Linked DNA regions of Oryzias latipes: region 2 is linked to region 1. Evidence: chromatin contacts called from public Hi-C data. All regions are on one chromosome and are shown on one strand. Each heading gives the region's core, a stretch centred on a gene start, on an enhancer-like site or on the middle of the called end of the contact. The rest is flanking DNA. Distances are from core to core; before and after follow the strand shown.

Region 1 (4,767 bases), core at 1,057-3,556:
TGCCGGCAGGAACCGCACATTTTGCTTCGTTCTGAGGAATATCTTTGTTCTGCTTCCAATACAAAAAGGAGGAGATTTAAATATTGCTCCTCTGGAGTTTGCCTGTGTGAAGAAGAGCAGAGGATCTGTGCATCTGAGGTTGGTTGTGCACACAAAAGAACGCTATACGATGTAGGGTTATATGTATGTGTGCATGACTTTGTATGTTCCCAGCGGGTATTTTTGTTCCTTGTGGGGAGTACGGTTAAAGTGAACAATAGGCAGAAATGCAGTGCTCCTTGTTTTGCATCAAACTACAGAATTCAAACAAAGGGCAGAGTTCCTATTTGTAGATGAAAAAGAACTTTGCCATCATGAAATACGGTGTCTTAAAAGTTTTTTTTAGTTTTGTTACCAAGGTCATATAAAAATGCATTAGATACAGAAACAGTGAAGAAAACATTGTAGAAGTAAATAGAAGGTGGGGAACCGAAAACAAAAAAAGGAAGGGTGCACTGATTCCAGCTTGCCTTCCTCATTAGCCATGCAGAGCATCTTGGCTCGTCTCCCACACCTCCCAGCTCATCATCGCCTGGGCCCTGACTTCCAGCGCGCCCCAACCTCCATGATTCCATCCCTCCTGCCTCATCCTCCAATCCCTCCTTTGCACACCCCCACCCCCTTCCAGCCCCTATAATCACACCCGCAATCACAGTCCCTAATTAGGTTAATTAATTTGTATCAGCCCTTGTAGGGACTTGGCTGATGAGGCAGCTATAATAGCGTCAGTGCGACTTTCCTGCAAATAAAAGGAGGGAGATGTGATGCAAGTCTGTCTTTGGCAGCACAGCTCCACAAACCATGAGGTCACATTTGTTTACCCCACCCCCAAAATTTCTCTTTCACTTCATCTTTTCTCTCCTCTACACCAGCTCATCACCCCCCCCCCCATTCTTGTCATTTAATATGGGTGGAACTGACACCTAAACAAGTGATATATATATATATATAACCCATTGTGACACCATATATCACCGCAGCCACTGGAAAGAAAACAGTCTGCAAAATGATAATTGAGTCTGCACCCTGCTAATAATACATCACCCCACATTTTAAAGTGTGGCGCTCTGCTTGTTTGTTTACACTTCTATGGCCTGTAGTGGCATTGCAGAAGTGGGACAAACAAAAAAACTGCATGATAATGACTCCCGTGCCAGTTTGTCTTTGTAGTCGTCGGAGACAAGTGATCGAAGCATCACATTACAATCAGCAGCCCTCGTCGCCCCTCATCAGGCCACTGACGAACAAACTCTGATTAACACCCCCATCTGATTACTGCAATCACCCAGGCTACCCATGCACGAGCCCCGTCCCCCACAAGGAGATTTGCAGCAGGCATGCACACACAAAACAGCCCTCATCATGGCTTGTCACAGAGTTAACATAAGAGAAGTTTTGGTTAGAAAAACAACACAATTTTAGTCTGAAACAGCACATGGCAGAACAAGAAAGTGTTTGTGTGACAGTTACTGTGGGTTAGCATCTGGGATAGAGTTTAACTAATTCTGACGGTGGTCAAAAATCACATCTTACAACATCTAACGTGTGGGCACCTCCAGATTTTCTGAACCCCTTCAATTGTGCTCCAAGCAGACACATGCATAAATATACATACACACAATCCCAGGCAGACAATGACACAAGGGAGCCTCGTGACAAGGACAGATCCGGTAGTTAAGACGTAATGAACACGTCCCCAAGGCATGCGCCTGGCATTCCCCGGAATGATGGACTGACAGTAATACTGGGGCAGATGGGTGCGCTTCACGCCCCGCTCAACACCACACATACACAAACGTGTACACACCCTCCCCCCGGTATATCCTGGCCCTCTCCCCAGCATAGTTACCCCCTGTAGATACAATGGGGAGGTGGGCGTCATAGCGGGGGGTGTATGTATGTGTGTGTGTGCACCTAGAGGTGGGGTGCACAAGTTTAAGGCCCCTATCATGATTTAGGCTTTCATGCAAATTTAATCAATTCAAGTACCTCTCACCAGCCAGGGCTCATTAGCAGCAATTTTTAAAGGAGTCTCTGTGATCTCCACCTCATTCCAAGAACCAGACTTTCAACTCGGGCACACATGGATACTCACACAAACATGCCGGTGTACACACAGATATCCAAATACTTGCACAAAAAAGGCACGCACGTCACGGCTACTGTCAAGCCTGCAAAGATTTTCTTTCAGACATCTTCCCCCTGGCATGGAGAGACAGCCCTTTCGACCCCCCCTTTTCTGTCCCTCCTCTCGTACCACTACTTCAAAGTCCCATGACACCCCGCTTCAAGTAAAAGGAGAGGAGGATCCACAGATAAAGACTACCTCTCATCCACCTCAACCTTCACATTTGGCGATACCCTCCCAACACTAAGCCCCCAGGGCAAAGCCTCTCGTTCCCCACCTCTCTGTAATTGGCGGATCGATTAGCACTGTCCTTAACCATCCTTAACCTGGATCTGTATGCAGGGCAAGCTGGTAAATGAGCTAGGCGGAGGTGTTGCACTTGTGGTTTTGTGATGCAATACAAAGATAAAATCATGATGGGAGGATTTATCTCCTTTATATTTAAAATAAAAAAGAGCTTTACTGCTCATAAAATCACTAAGAAAAACATAACCATAATTTAAGGATTTTTTTAACTGATTCTACTTTTTACATATTTCTATTAACCAAACCCAAAACAAAGAGCTTTTGTATTGTTCTTCCTCTTAACCAGGCTACACTGTGGAAGTTAGGAAAGATCAGGGTCAGTGTTGCACCCTGCAGCTGTGTTACTGCCACCCAGTCCTCCACATCCACCCCCCCCCCCTCTTCCAATTGCAAAAGTGACTATTCGTTAACAAACTTCAAGGGCCATTAACTCTGGAGATGGCATACAGGGGGGGGCAGGATGCCCTGCACAAGAAGTCAAATGAATTATGAGGCTTTTGACAATAGAGGAATGCCTGTCTATATCTTTAAAATCAGAGGGTCACCCCATTGCCCGCCCCGGCACTAAAGCTGCGTTGCTGGGGGGGTGAATGAAAGGAAAGCTTGAGGAAGAACAGTGGTTTGTCTGTGCTCGGGCCACATAGTCATGTAAGGGTCCCGGAACTGCGCACACAGTGTTTTGACCCCTGGGCTCTCCTCAGCGACCTACACCCCCTCCGCTTATGGACTTGTGGGCCTCGGGGTCCTGGTAAACGTCGTTCTCTCAGCTTTGTGACGCAGTAACGGAGGGTGGGGGAGTGGGTGAGAGGAACGAGGGAGAGCTGATTCAGGATGTTATTCACTCGTGTACACAGACTGTGATGCATTTCTTCAATACTGAAATGTCACATGCATGCATTATATTAGATAAGCTTTAGTTCCGTTCATCTGTTGGCGTTCTTCATGACAATTAAATTAGGTTCTCACATTTTTATTTTGATTGTTAAATTGGAAGCAAGAGTAGATGGACTAGATGGACATTGGTGTGGACCTCACCTCCTGCTCAGATCAGCTGCGTTCAAGCCAAGGCCTCCTTCTCACTCCACCCTTCCACTGCATTTATCCAGTTGCTCTCCCCTTTCTCTTCTGTCAGGGTCTCCCAGGAGAAGCTGATGGATGGCTTCCGTTTATGAAGCTGCTGCCACCACAATAATCAATCAAGCCTGGGTCACTCTGATCTGCCGTTTGGCATCATGTCTCATGTCTCTTCCACACTACAGGTCAAAGAAACCATGCACACATAGGCTGACATGGAGCCTTAGGTGAAACTCATGGATGGGTTCCTATTAAAGGCAGCGTATCGCTGCTGGTTACTTGTTTGCTGCAACAGCTTCTGCAGAACTAGAGGTTTTAATTATTCCATTCTTGCAGCCGTTTTTATAACGAGTTTTTAAAAAAGGTGATAAAACAAAAGTCCTCTGCTAAGGATATGCATTGAAAGTCAAAAGAATTTGTGGAAACAGGAAGACGCAGATGTGTGGTCAACATCAGACGAATGTCTATATTCAGCCCCTGAAGAAGCTTTGAAATGTAGCATAGCTGTTTCTCCTGGTTTTAAGTGTAGATTCAAGGTCCAAACCTGAAACTGACGTGGCTGAACCCAAAGAGGGAAGAAATCCATCACAACTTCAAAGCTGCATTACAAAAACTGTGATGTGATGGGCAGCCAAAACAAGTAATATCTGTAATAAACCAAGACTTTACACTTTCTAGAGATCCTGTTGCAAAACTTGAATTGTATGTGTGAGAAAGAGCGTGAATGCCCCCTAGTGGGAAGTTAAAATTGGCTAACTTTTGCTTAGACTCTGAACAATCCATGCATCCATTATCTAGTGCTTCTTAGTGCTATGCAGGGTCATGGGGCTGCTTGAACCTAACCCAGCTGCTCTAGAACAAAGGCAGGGTACAGTCTGGACAAGCCAGACCATCCCAGGGCCACACACATACACACTTACATTCTTTCCAAATGAAAATTTAGAATCACCATAAAGAAGCGTGTTTTTGGACTGTGGGAGGAGAAAATCCATACATTCACAGGGTGAACATGCAAACGCCACACAGGATCTAGTTGGGATTTCAACTTATTTAGCAGGCTGGTTAAAACAGAGACATCGATAAAGTATTGACTTAATTTTTAACTTCAGAATACAATTTTTTCAACATCCCAACACTAGGATTACACTCAGAGTTTCATCTTACTTTTTTTAGGAACATGATTGGCAAAATTGATTCCTAAGGCTACTTTGGACTCCATG
Region 2 (4,580 bases), core at 373-2,872, 270 kb before region 1:
TCAACGTCCTCCGACGTCTGGCCCACGGCACCAAGGTTCTGCTTGACAAATCTGAGAGCGGTTTGTTCAAGAAAAGTCTCCTTCTTACACATCATTATGGTTGTGGTAGGTTAGAGATTTAAGTTACTGTAAAATGGTCAATTCTCTGTGATCAGAAGGATACTCCAGGGCATTAGTGGGCTTCTCCGGCTTCTCATACAGAGACACTAAAACTGAAAAACAGTAGAAATGGTGTTTAGACACTGAGATTAAAAATAATAGTGCATTCAAAGCTCAGAAGAAAAAGAGCTCATCAAGAACACTTGGCATCCTGCTCATTTGTTATAACATTTAAATGAATCTAAATTCTGCACAGCACTATTTTGTTTTTAATCATTTGATCAGATAGTTAATTTTGACATTACAAAAACTAAACAACCACAACCTGAACATAAAGTCACCTCTAATTGATTTTTTTATTCCAACAATCTTGACTGAAATAAGTCAAATAGTCATTCCTGATAATTAATTAACTTGATTCAGGTGTGTAAAAGGTGCACAGATGCTTCACACATATACGTTGGAGCAAATAAAAACTAAAAATAAACTGTCAATACAATTATTTTTAAAATCCCAGTCAATGCAATGGATTTTGTTAAATTAAAATAAACACATAAAATAAAACTTAAAAAAAAAAAGTCCTACCACTGGTGAGACTATCAACAACACCGGCTTTCTCCAAATATCTCCGAAACTGCTCTCTTTTTGAGTCCGAGGCCTGTCGAGAGATTAGACAGTTAAAACCCACGTTTAGCCTGCAGCCTATATTTATTTCTATTAAAAATGGTTATTTTGAAGTTTGGTTCAAACTACGCTTCGCCTGTGTTTACGAAATCAACAGTAGAACTCGCTTGCAGTTAGTCACTCTTTTTGCAAACATAAACTAGTAATTCATATATATATTTTTATATGTATGTCAAAGCTTTTAAAGGACTACTTACTCTGTAATGCGCCATTGGGCTGTATCGTTGCTGAAGTTTCCTTCAATGATTAGGAACCGAGTTATTTGGAATGGACGATTTTAACTTTCGTTTTGACGTTTTTCAACTGCTCTGCCTGTGGAGAGATGCTGCCTTCATGGTCTCATGTAAATATACGGCAAAGAGGAACTCTAGTGAAAGGATTCATTACGTAACCTCATTTTTAATGCGGACTTCAGACTTGTTTTTTCCCCTTGTTTTTTTCAAAGCTACTTATTGTTTGATATGACATAAATAAATATATATATTTTTTTACAAACAGAATGACATTCAAAATTTCGGACCAACCATAAAGTCGCCTCCTTACGCCATCTGCTGGCAAAATCGCTTACTACCATAACTATCGTAATTTGTGTTTTGTTCGTGATTTTTAATCGGCGTCACTATAGTTCAACTACCAAAAAAACACAATTGTGGGGGAAAAAACTAAACTTTATTGGTTTTTACGGTGAACATTGTCATATTTCTCGTTTGACTGAGTTCCAAAGAACAAGAATACAAGTCAGGTGACAGGGACGAACCTCAGAAGAGTGACGGGCTTTTTAGCCAATCACATTTTGAGATGCAACACAAAAACCAATAAGCATAGAGGGGTGGGGCAAACTAGCTACTTTTTTCCTCTTTTTTTATTTAGCGAGAGGAAATCCTAAGATAATATATGGAGTCGTTTGTGTTTCCGAGTCGGGTGAATATTTTTTGTCAAACTAGTCACTTTTAAACGTAAGTTACCCATTGTGTGGCACAAGTACGGTGCCAGGGAGTGACAACTTAGGGGGGAAATAGGGGAAGCTCGTGACGTTGGGTCAAAATGTCGATTCAGTACGAGGTGGAACAGCTGCCTGACAGCTATGGGGTGGCGGACTCGTTCCCCAAAGATTTTGGTTATGGTGAGGAGGAGGCTGAAATCGAGGATAGCCCGACGTCATCCGATAGCAAACCTAGAATCTTGCTCATGGGTTTAAGACGAAGCGGCAAGTCATCAATTCAGAAGGTAAGCATTTATTTATTTGTTTTAATTGTAAGTGCTGCTAGCTTTGGGGAGACGCGCGCATCCTCATGTCCAGACAAGTTAGCTAAGATTAGCAAGCTAGTTTGTTGTTTGTGTTGCGCGTGATGATTGCTATCTAATCTGTCGGCGCGTGCTGCATTAAAAACAACAGTTTTACGAAGCTTTCGGCTACCTAGCCTTTAGCATTAGCCGTTAATTATTGACTAAATGGACAGAGGCGCTCTACACAAATGTATTGATACTTTGCTCGTTAGCTAAGCATGGCTTCGTTTTGTTCCACCTAAGTCTTAAGACTCGGAAGCAGTGATCTGTGGGGTTTTCACGTGACACAAACTGACCGCACCTTTCAGTGCTGTCAGCGTCTGGGTAGAAATCTGTGCTGCTCTTATGAAGAGATGACACTCTGTGCATCTAAAGGAGGACACCTGTGCATTATGTTCCTGCACATATATACTTTCAGCTTTTTTCCGATGATGGATGCTATAAAGGAAAAAATGAGCTCAGAGTTTAGTATTTCCTAATTCAGATCGTTGTGAATCACCTGAAGATATAATCAGAAATGCCATTTTGAGCTTAATTTTCTTTTAATCATGAGAAAAATGAGACCAGAACATGCTGAAAACACAGAAAAGACGATTTTCATTGGAGTGAATCTTTGAAGAGCCTCTTGGGTCCATTTCTCACGCAAGTCAGACTTCACAAAAAAGGCACTGATTTGCATTAATATTGTTGTTACTATTATGATAAATAGAAACAAACTGTTATTTGAATAAATAAAACACAAACATGAAGAAAAAATATCGTTATTAAAAATATGACATAAGTACATTTTAAAATAAAAGACACCATGTACCATATAGTATCATTTCTATGGAGCAAATTTATTAGTAAGTAGTGTAAAATCAGCAGTAAAAAATAAATAAATAGACGATTTGTTATGATTACTGGTTCATCTTACCTAAAAATGTGTAAATCAGAAGTAACTAAGTGAGCCTTACTGTATTTTTCTGATCATAAGGCAAACTTAAAATCCTTCAATTTTTCAACAGTAAGATAAGAAACCTGCCTTATAATCCATCACGTCTCACGAGTTCTGGCTGCCTTTGCTGATCTCCTATTGATTTTCTGTGACACACAACGCTCCAAAATCTGTCAAAAATGTTTTAGTACAACTTTGGTGAACTACGAATGCGGACCGCTTGATTGATTGTTGCAGCATTGAGACTTTTGTTGTAATGAGCCTCGTGGAGTAAAAAGAAATGTTCTATAACTGTTTGTGAATGAGTTTAATAAAGTTGGACTTATTTTGTTTAGGTTTTGAAGCCTGGGGGGTTGCCGACCCCTGGTTCGGATGCTGTTTTACCTTGTTTAAATAGAAAATCCCTATTTCTACATGGAGCTCTCCAGGAACATTTTCTGCTCGTTTGCTTGTGTCTCCAGTCTGTTCTTCCAGTAAATCTGCAGTTTGAGCTGAGAACCATGTGATTTGGCTTTTTGTTAGTTCATTGACCTGTGACCTTTGTAGCTCACACAGCACTTTAGAATAACACCCATTCTTCACCTGTTATTTCCCAGCATTCTATTATTCAAGCCTGATCAAAACTATCAGAGAGAAATTTTAATTTTGATTTGGCTGCTGGACAGTTTGAATGTAGAAAGTGTTGAGTCAGCGCAGATTAGTGCCTCTGCAGCGATTTGCTCTTTTACCTCCTGCTCAACATGTGACATCTGGATGATATGTCCATGACAAACACGTAAAAAAAAGCCCATTTGAACCTTTCTTTACAGTTTGCTGATTAAAAGTATGACAAGAAATCCTTAGGATGGGAAGATAGAAGTTGTGATTGGATAGGGAATTATAGAAAATGCTTGGTAACCATTCAAACAGTTGGTAACTAACAAAATGATTAAAAACAATAAAACATTTTTTCTAAAACCTTTTTTCATCCAAACCCTAAAACATTTCTGTGTGATGCATTAAAGCTCTTATTGTGTAAGGTTTGCACACCCCAATCGTCTGTAGATGTCCTTAAAATTGAAAAATGAAGCCGAAAACAAAGGAGAACTTTTAAAAATCCAAAACATTAGTCCACTACTATAGAGTGAGCTTCAGACTCAAAGCAAAAAGCAGAATATTGACGTGTTCATGGGCGAATCTTTAGAGCTCACTGAGTATAATCAATATTCTGTAAGCTTCCTCTCCTTTTGCTCGGCTCCAACCTTTGGACTGCAGTTTGGAAAGATGAGATGAAAGTGGTAACAAAATGTAACTTTCAGTTCTTTTTGCTCCTAATTTTTCCACGTTACACGTTTCCTTCCTGTAGTTGCTCTGCCTCAAGGAGATTCATATTTTTATTCTCACAATATTCTGTTTTCCTGAGTGTGATCCATCAACATGGCAGCACTGATTTGATTTGATTTCATGCCTGGTCTATTTTTAAAATATACAGAATGCACATTCCTCCCATCCACTGTTTTCTTTTGATTCTCATTTCAGGTGGTTTTCCACAAAATGTCCCCCAACGAGACCTTGTTTCTGGAGAGCACCAACA

Evidence for each region. Hi-C and Micro-C count contacts between places; a contact is called where the count stands out from the background.
Region 2: a contact with region 1 is called in a Hi-C map of embryo, with 2.4 times the contacts expected there. The contact joins the promoter of rragc here to the enhancer-like site in region 1. A contact is called at or near these places in 2 of 5 Hi-C or Micro-C datasets (embryo and fibroblasts).

The regions. Positions count from the first base shown.
Region 1 is chr16:23,757,745-23,762,511 of ASM223467v1, reverse strand. No RefSeq gene overlaps it. Among protein-coding and RNA genes, the nearest start is that of utp11, 9.4 kb to the right of the region's middle. Within about 2 kb of position 2,306, at least 4 of the 8 cell types and tissues checked have an H3K27ac peak or open chromatin away from gene starts, as enhancers often do. A contact at or near this core is called in embryo, where this site is marked.
Region 2 is chr16:24,030,592-24,035,171 of ASM223467v1, reverse strand. rragc (ras-related GTP-binding protein C) reads left to right here and starts at 1,622. Exons shown (of 7, transcript XM_004078441.4): 1 at 1,622-2,010; 2 at 4,526-4,580. The coding sequence starts at 1,828. LOC101175507 (c-Myc-binding protein) reads right to left here and starts at 1,121. Exons shown (of 5, transcript XM_004078304.4): 1 at 981-1,121; 2 at 685-757; 3 at 164-212; 4 at 1-51. The coding sequence starts at 995.